Regions from separate parts of the Mus musculus genome. Here regions 1, 2 and 4 are each linked to region 3. A link is a contact called in public Hi-C, HiChIP or PLAC-seq and promoter capture Hi-C data. All regions are on one chromosome and are shown on one strand. Each heading gives the region's core, a stretch centred on a gene start, on an enhancer-like site or on the middle of the called end of the contact. The rest is flanking DNA. Distances are from core to core; before and after follow the strand shown. Region 1 has its middle 190 kb from the start of Gm32531. Region 2 has its middle 54 kb from the start of Gm32531. Region 3 holds the start of Cdh11 (cadherin 11). Region 4 has its middle 150 kb from the start of Gm32531.

The links. Promoter capture Hi-C pulls out the DNA fragments that hold promoters and counts their contacts. Hi-C and Micro-C count contacts between places; a contact is called where the count stands out from the background. HiChIP or PLAC-seq counts read pairs in DNA pulled down with a chosen protein or histone mark.
Region 1: a contact with region 3 is called in a promoter capture Hi-C map of second pharyngeal arch cranial neural crest, with 8 times the contacts expected there. The contact joins the enhancer-like site here to the promoter of Cdh11 in region 3. A contact is called at or near these places in 7 of 39 promoter capture datasets (the 3T3-L1 cell line, cranial neural crest, frontonasal cranial neural crest and 3 more), 7 of 484 Hi-C or Micro-C datasets (the 3T3-L1 cell line, adipose-derived mesenchymal stem cells, cerebral cortex and 3 more), 3 of 115 datasets of contacts at active chromatin or transcription factors (embryonic limb bud, forebrain and neural progenitor cells) and 1 of 9 other capture datasets (pancreatic islet).
Region 2: a Hi-C map of tail fibroblasts shows a contact between it and region 3, with 5 times the contacts expected there. The contact joins the enhancer-like site here to the promoter of Cdh11 in region 3. A contact is called at or near these places in 5 of 39 promoter capture datasets (the 3T3-L1 cell line, 3T3-L1-derived adipocytes, hippocampal neurons and 1 more), 4 of 484 Hi-C or Micro-C datasets (the 3T3-L1 cell line, embryonic fibroblasts, nephron progenitors and 1 more) and 6 of 115 datasets of contacts at active chromatin or transcription factors (the NIH/3T3 cell line, VIP interneurons, craniofacial prominence and 3 more).
Region 4: a contact with region 3 is called in an H3K4me3 HiChIP or PLAC-seq map of embryonic limb bud, with 2.8 times the contacts expected there. The contact joins the enhancer-like site here to the promoter of Cdh11 in region 3. A contact is called at or near these places in 5 of 39 promoter capture datasets (the 3T3-L1 cell line, embryonic stem cells, frontonasal cranial neural crest and 1 more), 3 of 484 Hi-C or Micro-C datasets (adipose-derived mesenchymal stem cells, embryonic fibroblasts and uterus) and 3 of 115 datasets of contacts at active chromatin or transcription factors (craniofacial prominence, embryonic hindbrain and embryonic limb bud).

Annotation. Positions count from the first base shown.
Region 1 is chr8:103,077,331-103,080,030 of GRCm38.p6, forward strand. No RefSeq gene overlaps it. Among named protein-coding and RNA genes, the nearest start is that of Gm32531, 190 kb to the right of the region's middle. RefSeq lists an enhancer at 1-1,661. Within about 2 kb of position 1,416, at least 10 of the 459 cell types and tissues checked have an H3K27ac peak or open chromatin away from gene starts, as enhancers often do. A contact at or near this core is called in embryonic limb bud and second pharyngeal arch cranial neural crest, where this site is marked.
Region 2 is chr8:103,216,225-103,218,924 of GRCm38.p6, forward strand. No RefSeq gene overlaps it. Among named protein-coding and RNA genes, the nearest start is that of Gm32531, 54 kb to the right of the region's middle. Within about 2 kb of position 1,352, at least 5 of the 459 cell types and tissues checked have an H3K27ac peak or open chromatin away from gene starts, as enhancers often do. A contact at or near this core is called in tail fibroblasts, where this site is marked.
Region 3 is chr8:102,783,857-102,786,556 of GRCm38.p6, forward strand. It overlaps Cdh11 (cadherin 11), which reads right to left and starts at 1,255. Exons shown (of 13, transcript NM_009866.5): 1 at 1,040-1,255.
Region 4 is chr8:103,124,507-103,127,426 of GRCm38.p6, forward strand. No RefSeq gene overlaps it. Among named protein-coding and RNA genes, the nearest start is that of Gm32531, 150 kb to the right of the region's middle. Within about 2 kb of position 1,290, at least 5 of the 459 cell types and tissues checked have an H3K27ac peak or open chromatin away from gene starts, as enhancers often do. A contact at or near this core is called in adipose-derived mesenchymal stem cells, where this site is marked.

The DNA.
Region 1 (2,700 bases), core at 166-2,665, 290 kb after region 3:
AAGCATGGATACCCCAGACAAGTTTTCAAACTTAAGAAATCCATGCTTAGAGGAAAGGGAAGGGAACAGATGCCGATGAATTCTGGAGACAGTGGTATGAGAAAGACAAACAAGAGGGCTATAAGGTCAGAGCATCCACCAGCCCATTGGAGGTTGAGGGACATGGATAGGATCCCAGTGAGTAACACCTAACTTCAAATGACAGAGAAACAGCTTTCATCTGAGATGTGCTTCCTGCATGCCAGACACTGGGAGGGGCTTTTACTTTCAGTGATGACAGAAGCCTTCAAATGTGCCATGTTCTTATCCTCCTTCTAAACACATGGAAACTGGGAATTAGGAATATCCAGTATGCAATAGTGAAGACAAGGTGGAAACCAGGCCTAAACATAATCCATTGGCATAAAGTAAGCAGTGGAAGGGACTGTGATTAAATTGTTGGTTTCAAATCAAAATATTACAATAGCAGATGTGTTAACTTAAAATAAATCCAGCTGCATGTAGAAATATTCAAAGACCTGCAAGCATAGCATCTTCACCCAAATTTAGGGATAAGAGCTTGGGCCAAAATAATACTACCTCCACCCGTAAATTGGTCGAAACGCTCGTGCTCTAGGCAGAAGCAGGAGATGAATAATGCATATGCATCAGAGAACACATTAGCACTTACACTATCCAAAGGACCTGTTTTTATATCATTTGACTTTTCTTCTCTCCCCCTGTAATTACTTCATTTCAGCAAAATCACACTGTATTATGATTTAACAACTGAAACAGTCACTTAAGCACTGATATTTTGCAAGCACCTTTCCAACATTTCTACCAACAATCTGGGCTCCAAAGAGAAGAGAGTGAATGATCGCTTCGGGGCTCAACTCCACTATGTAGCAGCGCGCAGCCATCCATTACAGAAGTTCCGGTGCTTAAATTCTGCCCTGGTTATCATTCTGCCCCCGTTCCTATGCTGTTAAGAGATGTCAAGGTATGATTATTATAGGGCTAAGAGGGGAAGAGGTTGTCTTTCTTTTTTTTTAATCATAGAGAAACTGGAGTGGTGTGGAGATATTTGAACTGTACACTGTAATCATCCCCCTTCCAGAAAACTGGACCTTGTCCTCTGCAAGCTTCTTTCTTCCTGAGTCTCTACCTTCTAGATGGGGAGAGAAAAATGCATCCCGAAACTTCAAGATAAAATGCAAACCCCTAATTGTTCCCATGTTTCCTGTAGATTGGAAATTCCTGCCAGTGTTTCCTTGACATGAAAGCCTCGTTAACTCAGCACATGTAAATAATCAAATGTACCTCGTGGCCAGTAAGTGTTTCCTTTGTAAAATGCCTATCTACTAACTCTAGGCAGTGAGTACAAATAGTGGTTTGTACTTACAGAATTACACACTCTTGTTTCTGGAAGGAATCTTATAAAGTGTGTCTGGGTTTCAGGATTTGATAACTCAGAGGCCTGGAGCCCAGATGGGGAATATGAACTGCCCAAGCTTGCAAGATAAAACATGAGCTTTGTGAATGTATAAGCTGCTGTTGTTTCAACTCGGCTGCACTGACTTAACCTAAATTAGCCTTTCATTTTGTACTAAGCAGTGTGTCCCCTCACTTTCAAATCAAAAGCATAATCAATCATAATTTGCAAGGCACACATTTTGAGAAGTAGGAAATGAAATTCCCCAATGCAGTCACATTTAAATTTGCTGAGAGCCACTGATTTGGGAAGAGGAAACTCTTAAAGTGTAGGTCACCAACATGAATGCTGGTTAAAAACCTTGTCAACTGAATGGAATCTACAGTTGCAGTCAGCATTTTTTTTTTCATAAAGAGCCAGAGGCTACATATTTTAGGTTTTTCATATTGGAGCAACTATTCATGTCTGCCTTGGTACCAGCAGAGCAGCCATGGACAACATAGGAACAGCTCTGTCTGAGTTCCAATAAAATTTTATGATTTAATATACTTTCACCTGCTATAAAATCTTTTAATTTTTTTTTCTTTCCATTTTTTATTAGGTATTTAGCTCATTTACATTTCCAATGCTATACCAAAAGTCCCCCATACCCACCCACCCCCACTCCCCTACCCGCCCACTCCCCCTTTTTGGCCCTGGCATTCCCCTGTTCTGGGGCATATAAAGTTTGTGTGTCCAATGGGCCTCTCTTTCCAGTGATGGCCGACTAGGCCATCTTTTGATACATATGCAGCTAGAGTCAAGAGCTCCGGGGTACTAGTTAGTTCATAATGTTGATCTACCTATAGGGTTGCAGATCCCTTTAGCTCCTTGGGTACTTTCTCTAGCTCCTCCATTGGGAGCCCTGTGATCCATCCATTAGCTGACTGTGGGCATCCACTTCTGTGTTTGCTAGGCCCCGGCATAGTCTCACAAGAGACAGCTACATCTGGGTCCTTTCGATAAAATCTTGCTAGTGTATGCAATGGTGTCAGCGTTTGGATGCTGATTATGGGGTGGATCCCTGGATAAGGCAGTCTCTACATGGTCCATCCTTTCATCTCAGCTCCAAACTTTGTCTCTGTAACTCCTTCCAAGGGTGTTTTGTTCCCACTTCTAAGGAGGGGCATAGTGTTCACACTTCAGTCTTCATTTTTCTTGAGTTTCATGTGTTTAGGAAATTGTATCTTATATCTTGGGTATCCTAGGTTTTGGGCTAATATCCACTTATCAGTGAGTACATATTG
Region 2 (2,700 bases), core at 102-2,601, 430 kb after region 3:
GAGGCATCTAATGCTCCCATGATATACAGAGAGGAAAAGCAATTGATCATGGGGCCTAAAGTTTCCCTGCCTTTCCCCTAATGGCTCAGTGAAGAGGCAGAGAATGAACGCCATTAGGGGGAGAAGTAGACACAGAATAGTTTAATGGTTAAATCTTATCCATTCCACTGGGATATCCAGTAGAGCTGTGCTTTTTCATTTTTTTATGTCATGATACTGTGGGTCTTTATTTATAAATTTATGACTCACATAATATATACATATATTTATAATTATAAACTTGTGTATAGGTTCTCATTATGAAGCCCAAGTTGGCATCACACTTGCAATCTCCCTCCTCATCCTCATACACATTGGGATTGTAGGTGTGAGCTACCTTGTCTAGCTGCTGTGACTCTTGCAAACAATCTTCCTTGTACTACTTTTCTATACCTGTCACCCTCTAGCCCTGTTTATATGCTCCATATTCTCATGAAAAGCTTCCATTATCTACTTTCATTTTAACTAGCATTTACTAAAAACCCATTTACATTGAGTAAGTGGTTCCCTGGAATGTCCTATATAGATTGCATGGTATGAGGATTACTCTTACCCAAATTCCCATTCTGGAAAAGTGAGTGATGCCCTATAGATGCAAAAAATAATAATAATAATAATAATAAAAGAGGCCACCTTGATTAGGACAGCATCATCAGATCTATATTCCACTCATGCCCACCCTAGACAGACCAAGGAGGTAGGAGAAAACACATGGGGGCATCTCTGCCTAGTTACATTCTAAAAAAATCTACGCTGGATTCTATGTCTTGCCTTCAGAATCCAGGGTTGATCAGATCTCTTCCCTGTGTGCCCTGTTTCCCAGTCCATCCCCTTTCCCCAGTGCCTGTCCATGAACTACCATGCACAGCACACTCAGTCAGTAATATGTATTGCCAAAACAGTTGAATGCACAATCAGGAAATTCCTTCAGTGCCTTCAAGTTTTCTATGGAAGAGTTCTCTGACCCTCAGGATTTAAATTCTTAAAATCTTTTTAATCTTAAGCCAATAAGAAAGTTTTGAAATATGTAATAAAACACTGTGTGCAAAAAATATTATATATCTGTACCCCTGTCATTTCTCCAGCCAGGCCACTTGCTGCTTCTCTTTTTCCTGCCTTTCAAGTCTCTTGTTTCATTTCTAAATACATAGAGCAACCTCTTATCTTTTCATCTACTATCTTTTCTCCCTTTTTCTCTAGTTAAACACTCCTTTGTGCTTTTACTTGCTGTTTCTTTTATATCCATGCCATCTGTGGAAGGCTCTCTCTCTCTCTCTCTCTCTCTCTGACTCACTCTCTGTCTCTGTGTCTATCTCTGACTCACTCTCTATCTCTGTGTCTCTCTGTCTTTGACTCACTTTCTCTGTGTCTCTGTCTTTCTCTGACTCACTCTCTGTCTCTGCATCTCTGTCTCTGCCTTTCTGTCTCTGTCTCTGTCTCTGTCTCTGTTTCTCTCTCTCTCTCTCTCTCTCTCTCTCTCTCTCTCTCTCTCTCTCTCTCTCTCTCTCTCTCTCTCTCTCTCTCTCTCTCCAGTGTACAGTAAGTACTCAGATGAATCATCTCAAAGGTCTCTCAACTATTGCCCTCTGTAGTGTCATGATTCTATGTAGAGTCAAACATCATCTATTATGAAGAGATCTCTATGGAACTCTTGACAATAAGTTCCTAGAGCATGCTCAATAAATACATATTAATGAATAAAATGAATCTATGGTTATTTGATATTTGGAGGTGAGCAATTCTAGAATATAGAAGCTGTGAGTATTTAAATATTCACATCTCAGTCTATAGCTCACCCTCTTCTTCAGACAGCAGGGCAGATTCATGATAACATTTTTGCTCACTTCCCAATATGCCTTTATCTGCAGACTTTAACTGGGCCATGTCAGCACCCCTGAGAAGGATAAAGAACTTTTAGGATGGGTAAGTTTGAAACACTGACTTTGTTTACAGAGCAGGAGGATTGTACTGGGTATCACACCACTGAACTGCAATCACTTTTGGATAATTTGAAATTTCTTCAACAGTCCACGCACAGCACAAGAACATTCTGTTAAAAGTCTGTATCTCACTCTATGGCAATTAGGAAATTTGTATTCTGGGGAAGATTTTAGTGTAGGAACGCATAGCTGGATCAACAGTCAGACACCTTACACTGTGTTCATTAATGTACCCACCTATCTTGCATTCATCCTCCAATCCTTGCTTTCTTGCACTGAATTTATCCATCTTCCAGGCCCTAGCATTCAGGATCTATCAATTCATCTATCTAATCACTTCCTACTTCTCCATCCATTTGCATTTCTCAGCATCTGAACTTTTCCCCTAAAACCCACACTAGTTACTTTGTGGACTGTACAAATGGACATTCAGAACACTTCCAACCTGTCACTAAGGATTCAGACCAAATTAGAAATAAAGGTGACAGTCAAGGAGAATGGGAGAAAGTACCTGAACCTCTTCTCATTTACTACATCCCAGGCTCCCACCATGGCTTCATGAGGGCTCCTTACCACATTACTGTCACCTGAGCCAAAAGTTTCACACGTATATTTCTCACCGTTATGTATGTTTGGTATATACCATGTCAGCCATTTAAAATGTCTACCGAAAGAGCTGCTGTTGGCCAATTTAAAGCTTGCATTTTCAGGATGCCTAGGA
Region 3 (2,700 bases), core at 5-2,504:
GAATAGGAAGCCTCCTGGGTCCCACTTTCTCCGGGGACCAGGAGCGAAAAGACCCTGCCAAGGCTAGGCTGGGTTGCGAGGGGAATTGGATGCTCCCGCAGCCTCCAGCTTCCCGCTGCTCCTTGCTCTCAGCACATCCCGGCTGGGAGGCCAAGCACAGGGAGGGAGGCCGATTGTGAGGAAACAGTGGAGGCTTGGAGCGCTCCGAGAGGAGGCGCAGGCTTTCCGGGAAGGTTTGATTCTCAAAGTTAACATTGACCCTAGAAAGCTTCCTCCAGTCCAAGCCCGAGTCTAGTCTGAGTCTGAGCCGCTCACAGAGCATTCCCTGCATCACTGGGAGGTTAGGATAGGTGACTGAAGTCCCCGAAAAGGCGGGGGCTGGAGGGGCTAGCTCACACCGCAACCCCCAGCCTCTGAGCCGCAGTCCACAGCCCCCGACCCACACTATCAAAGTGCGGCCAATCCAATCGCCGCTCCCTCCCGGCCGCCGGCTATCTTCTGGGCTTCGACCGCACTCTCTACACAGGCACCGGGTCTAGGGGAGCTCTTTAGGAAGGCGCGGGAGGATCCCCTCTAGGAACCCCGCAGAGAGCGATCTTGTCTGGGGAACAGGCGCAGCGCGGGCGGGCACCGCACAGGGGTCGACTTTCCCTAGAGACATCACGGGAGCAGTCTGCGTGTCCAGAGCTCCGCTCTGCAGTTCCTTGCCCCAACCCAAAGCAATCCCCCTGTGCTGAAGCCTTGGTGCAACAGCCCCTCACCCCGGGGGGGGGGCAACAATCAAAGAACCGGGGAGCGCACATCTGGCGCCTCAAACCCCTGCTCTGCCTGCGTCCACAGCAGGCTGCCTCCCTTTTCTCTGATTTTTAACCTCACCCCCCCCCCAAAAAAAAGCCCTTCTGCTTTGCTTTACTGATCTCCATCAGCCAGCAACCTCCCCCTTCCGCAACAGTCTCTTTCAGAAGCAATTCTTTCCCCTTTCTGCCTACTCCGAGAAGCCCCATCTAGATAGGGTCTAGAGCCGAGCAGAGCGCCTCACCTGGGGCCGTTGCGGGTGGACACGACCTCCTGGCCGGCTGTCCCTGGCACGGGGCGAGCGCAGCGGTGTCAGCCCGGGCCCCGGTCCGAGTCCCATTCACAAGTCGGCGGCGGCTGCGAGCGGCCCCCGCGGCATCTGCTCCTCGGCCCGCGACGCTCCCCTCAGCTGGCGGCGGCCGCGGAATGAGCCGCGGAGCGCGCTAGTGGCAGGAATGAGAAACCGGGGGGAGGTGGCGGGCAGGCGGGCGGGTGAGGGGGGAGGAGGAGGGAGGCCGACGCTGGGAGGGAAAGGGGGGCGGAGAGGAACCGAGGCTGCTAGACGCCGAGAATTGGGCCTGGAGGAGGCGATGGATGCCTACCCTGTCGGCGCTCCTCCCCCCCTGGGGCCCCGAGAGATGCCAAACCCAGGAATAGGTGGCCTGGCCGCCCCTCCTGCCCTGGGTCGCAGCGCTCCGTCTCCTGTGGGGGCTCAGACACAGTCTGGAGCGACTGAAGTTGGGCTCCGGGGATACACAGCCAATCAGGAAGGACGACGGAGGGAAGCTGGAGAGGGCTTGAGAGCCCCCATTTTCCTCTTTTCCTGAAATCCGCTCCAGCTGGACAAGCTAGGGCCTCAACCGGCCCGCCGGAGGATGGATTGGATGGAAGGCATTGCCCAAGTAGGGGAGGCAATCCGGAATTAGGGAGCGCATTCTAGGCTTTATCAGTTAGCACTCTGAAAATATCTCCACGTTGACCACTCCTGCCCAGTGCCCTCTCCCACGAACCTTCAGCATCCCGGTATCTATCCTTTGAGAAATCCGCTTGCGGGGAAATCGGTGAAGACACTAGACAGGGGCATTCGGACTTGAGAAGAATAGAGTTTTTCCTCAATGTTGTTCTACCCTACATGCAAAGCCTTCTTTAGGGTCAGCCCCACCAGGACAGAGTCTCTAGCTTCTGTTCCAGCCAATTACAAGCAACACCCCCATCCGGCAGTTTCACTTGTTGCCTCCCAGAATGGACACCACAGAGCCCCTCAAGGCCCCAAAGAGAATGCCATTCGACCAGAGGATGGGCCTACGTGAAGAATACCCGCACCCTGACTCAGCCCCCTGTTTATATCTTTCTCACGAGAACCCAGCAAAGGATACCCCAACCTGATTCCTGTCCACTTTACAGTGTCTGGGCAGAAGAACTGGATCTTCAAAAAAAAAAAAAAAAAGCGCCAGGGACTGGGCGGGGCGGGGCGCTCTTCCTACCTAGAGCAGCGTGGGGACCCGCACCGTGACTGGGAACTAAGGATCCATGCTTCAGTGGGGACCTTGGATTAGGACAAGTTTCCAGTCTGGAAGATGTTAGAAAGAGCAGAAGTAGAGTTTCCAATGGGCGAAGGATAAAAAGGGATTTTTTGAGGAAAGTCGCGGTGGCTTGGGAGTGGCGACCTCAGGAAAAGAACAATAAAATGACAAGGGACAAAAGCTGGACTATGCAGCAGAAGCAGGAAGACCTAAAGGGGGAGTTTAACAGGAATCAGAAGTTAAAAAAAGAAAAGAGGCCACCAATGGAAGAGAGCGCCAGGACCCAAAGCGCATGGGAAGGGCACTTGAGAACCCAGGGAGAACAAATGGTGGCTGAATCCCACCACCAAAGCACTTAGCCACCAGTCCTGGGGACCCGGAA
Region 4 (2,920 bases), core at 40-2,539, 340 kb after region 3:
TCTTTTGAAGACGGGATTATATGTATCCTGAGCTAGCCTCTAATTCACTATGTAGCCACAGATACCTTTAAACTTCAGATCTTCCTATCTCCACCACCCAAGTGTTAGAATTAGAGATGAGCACTAAAATTCCTGATTTTCTTTTTCTTTTCTTTTTTTTTTTCTTTTTTTTTTTTTTTTTTTTTTTTGGTGCTGGGGATTGAGTCTGGGGTTTCTGGCATATGCTAACTGAGCTACATCTAATAATTGAGTTACATCTCCAGCCAGGAGATAATTTTAATAAGGATATTGTTTCCAGATATAGGAGGATGTGTGAAGAGTTTCATAAAGAAGCAAAATTTCAAATTTATCTCCCTGAATTCTTCTTTGTCAGTTGGATGAGAGTAAGTCCAGGATATTGTAATTTTAACAAGTATTGAAGCTGATTCTATTTCTGAAGTAAGGAACAAACACAGACTGGTAGAAGTTCTTTCTAATATTGGAATATTATTATTTACCATGGTTCAGATCACTTGATGAATAATTTGTATTGTCACATTAATTCTTTAGAGGTATGTGCCATTATATTACTGTGCAATTCCCATTGGTCAAAAACTAGAAACAAAAATTTGCAGATATTTTTAATTCTGGAAAATATGTATCTAGCTACTGCTAACATCAAGGACTAAACATTCTTATCACTCACTGGGTTTCCTTCTTTCTATGCGCAGCCACCATAGAACTCACTATTACCCACTATTTCCATATTTATCTTCACATCCCAGTGGTGTGTGTGTGTCTTTCTCCATTGCACTCCGCCTTATGTTTTGAAACAGGGTCTCTCACCGATTTGAAGTTTACAATTAACCTTATCATGGTTTGCTAGCAAGCACCAGGTACTTGGCTGTGTTTACCTCCCTCCCCAAAAGACTGCGTTACAGACACACACCACCACACCTGGCTTTTAAGCAGAAGCAAGAGATCCATATTTTTGTCTTCATGCTCCACAGCGAACACTTTCTCTGCTGAGATGTCTCCCAATGGCCAGATTCCACTTTCACCCGTTACTGAAGTTCACTGAAGTCGGATAAGAGGGCATATGCTCTCAAAGCTCACGCATGCTCAGAATTACATCTCGGCAAGTCATCCATGATGTGATCCGGGGCTCATTATGCCTCTTCAACATCTTCCCTTACCCTCCCCGCCCACCTCCATGAAAGTGCTGCTCCTTAGCAAGATCTAGAGTAGCCTAGAGGGGCTGACCTTTCTGCTTCTTGAAAACCATGGCACACAGCCCACACGTTCCAGGCTGACTCACTGAACAAGTTTTCAAATGTGACCTTTGGGACATGATGCCTCATCTGACACAAGCACATGTTTTCCTCTCCCGGCCAATATTTTACATTCTGTGCTGAGAGGAGGCACGCAGGGGGATACATGTTCTAGCCACCATCTATAATTAAAGATGACATTTTTTTTTCTGAACTTGAAAAATAAACAACCTGCAGAAGGAATCAAGGCAGATAGCACCATTGATGAAATAAGCAGGGAGAAAGGAGCTTGCCATTTAAAATCATATACTCCTTAAATTACATTTGTAATTCAGCGTGTCATCTGTTATTCAGCCAATTTTATAGAAATTACAGAGAGATTCATTCCTAATTAAGAATTATCTGATGGTTGGGCTTGACCTAGTTAAATTCTTATCTTTATGACATCAATCTTTTATAATGCTTCCAGAAGCCTTGGCAAAAGCTCCCGTTTTATAAGTAAAAATTAATTAATTGGGACATTAAATCTGAAAGATGCTTTTATCTTTTCCCTGGTTCATGCCTTCACAACAGAAAGCAATAATTAACAGTTTTATTCAAATATATAAAATATTTCATTGAAGATTCCTACCCACTTTAAGTACTCCAAGCATCAAATGAGGTGGTATCTAGATCTCTGTAAATGAAAGGAAGCTCGTATGCAAATAGTCTACTGAGAGCATATTCTGCATATTCTTTGGTCATCATTGCTTCTAGGATATGACATGTTTGTCTTTTATAAAGGTACTATTTACCCCCTACTAATGTCAAGGCCTAAAACATTTTCATTACTTATTGGGTTTTCTTATGCTCATGCCCAGTCAACATTAAACTCACCATTAACCACTATGTCCCTATTTCTCATCACATCACATCTTCAAGTGTGGTCATCTGTCCGTACAGACACCCACACCTGGGTTGGATGTTTTCCTCCATAACTCGCTACCTTATGTTTTGAGATAGTGCCCATTGTGGGGCCAAGTATGCTACCAAAACTAAGTATGGTTTCTAAGTCAGTATAATTTGGTTGTGTGGGTGGAAACTGTCTAAATATTGTTCAGCTTTTTTCCTGGAAAATTTTCCTAGATAAACTCACATAATTTGACTTCCTTGAAAGTAAATATTTAACCTGTATTGAAATTATGACCTGACTTCATTGGCATGAGTTATTATTGAATTTGCTTACCCATATATGTCCCAGTGGTTTGTCATCTCAATCATCACTGCCTTAAGCATGATGTGTTTAGAAGAGAACAGTTAAGAAAGCCACATAAACTTCAGGTAGTAACAGTATTCATAGTGGTTTGAATGATTTAACTTGGCCAAAATCATTTGGTCAGTCTAAGAAGAAGCCTTAAAGAATGGGGCTAGAGCTTTGCAGTATTTGAACATGTTATTAAATAACCGACAAAAAATGTTTATAGTAAATAGTCTGATATTTTCAGAGGGATTAATATATTCAATATCTTTAACTGAATGAAAATAAGACTGCAAGTAGAGAAGAGAGCCAATTGCATTTGGGGGAAGGGATGATGCAATATTCTAGACTCTACCATTTATTTAAGATCATTTCTTTGCAGTCACTGAAAGGAGAGAGATAGATTAAGACTGCTTGGTCATTGCCACAGATC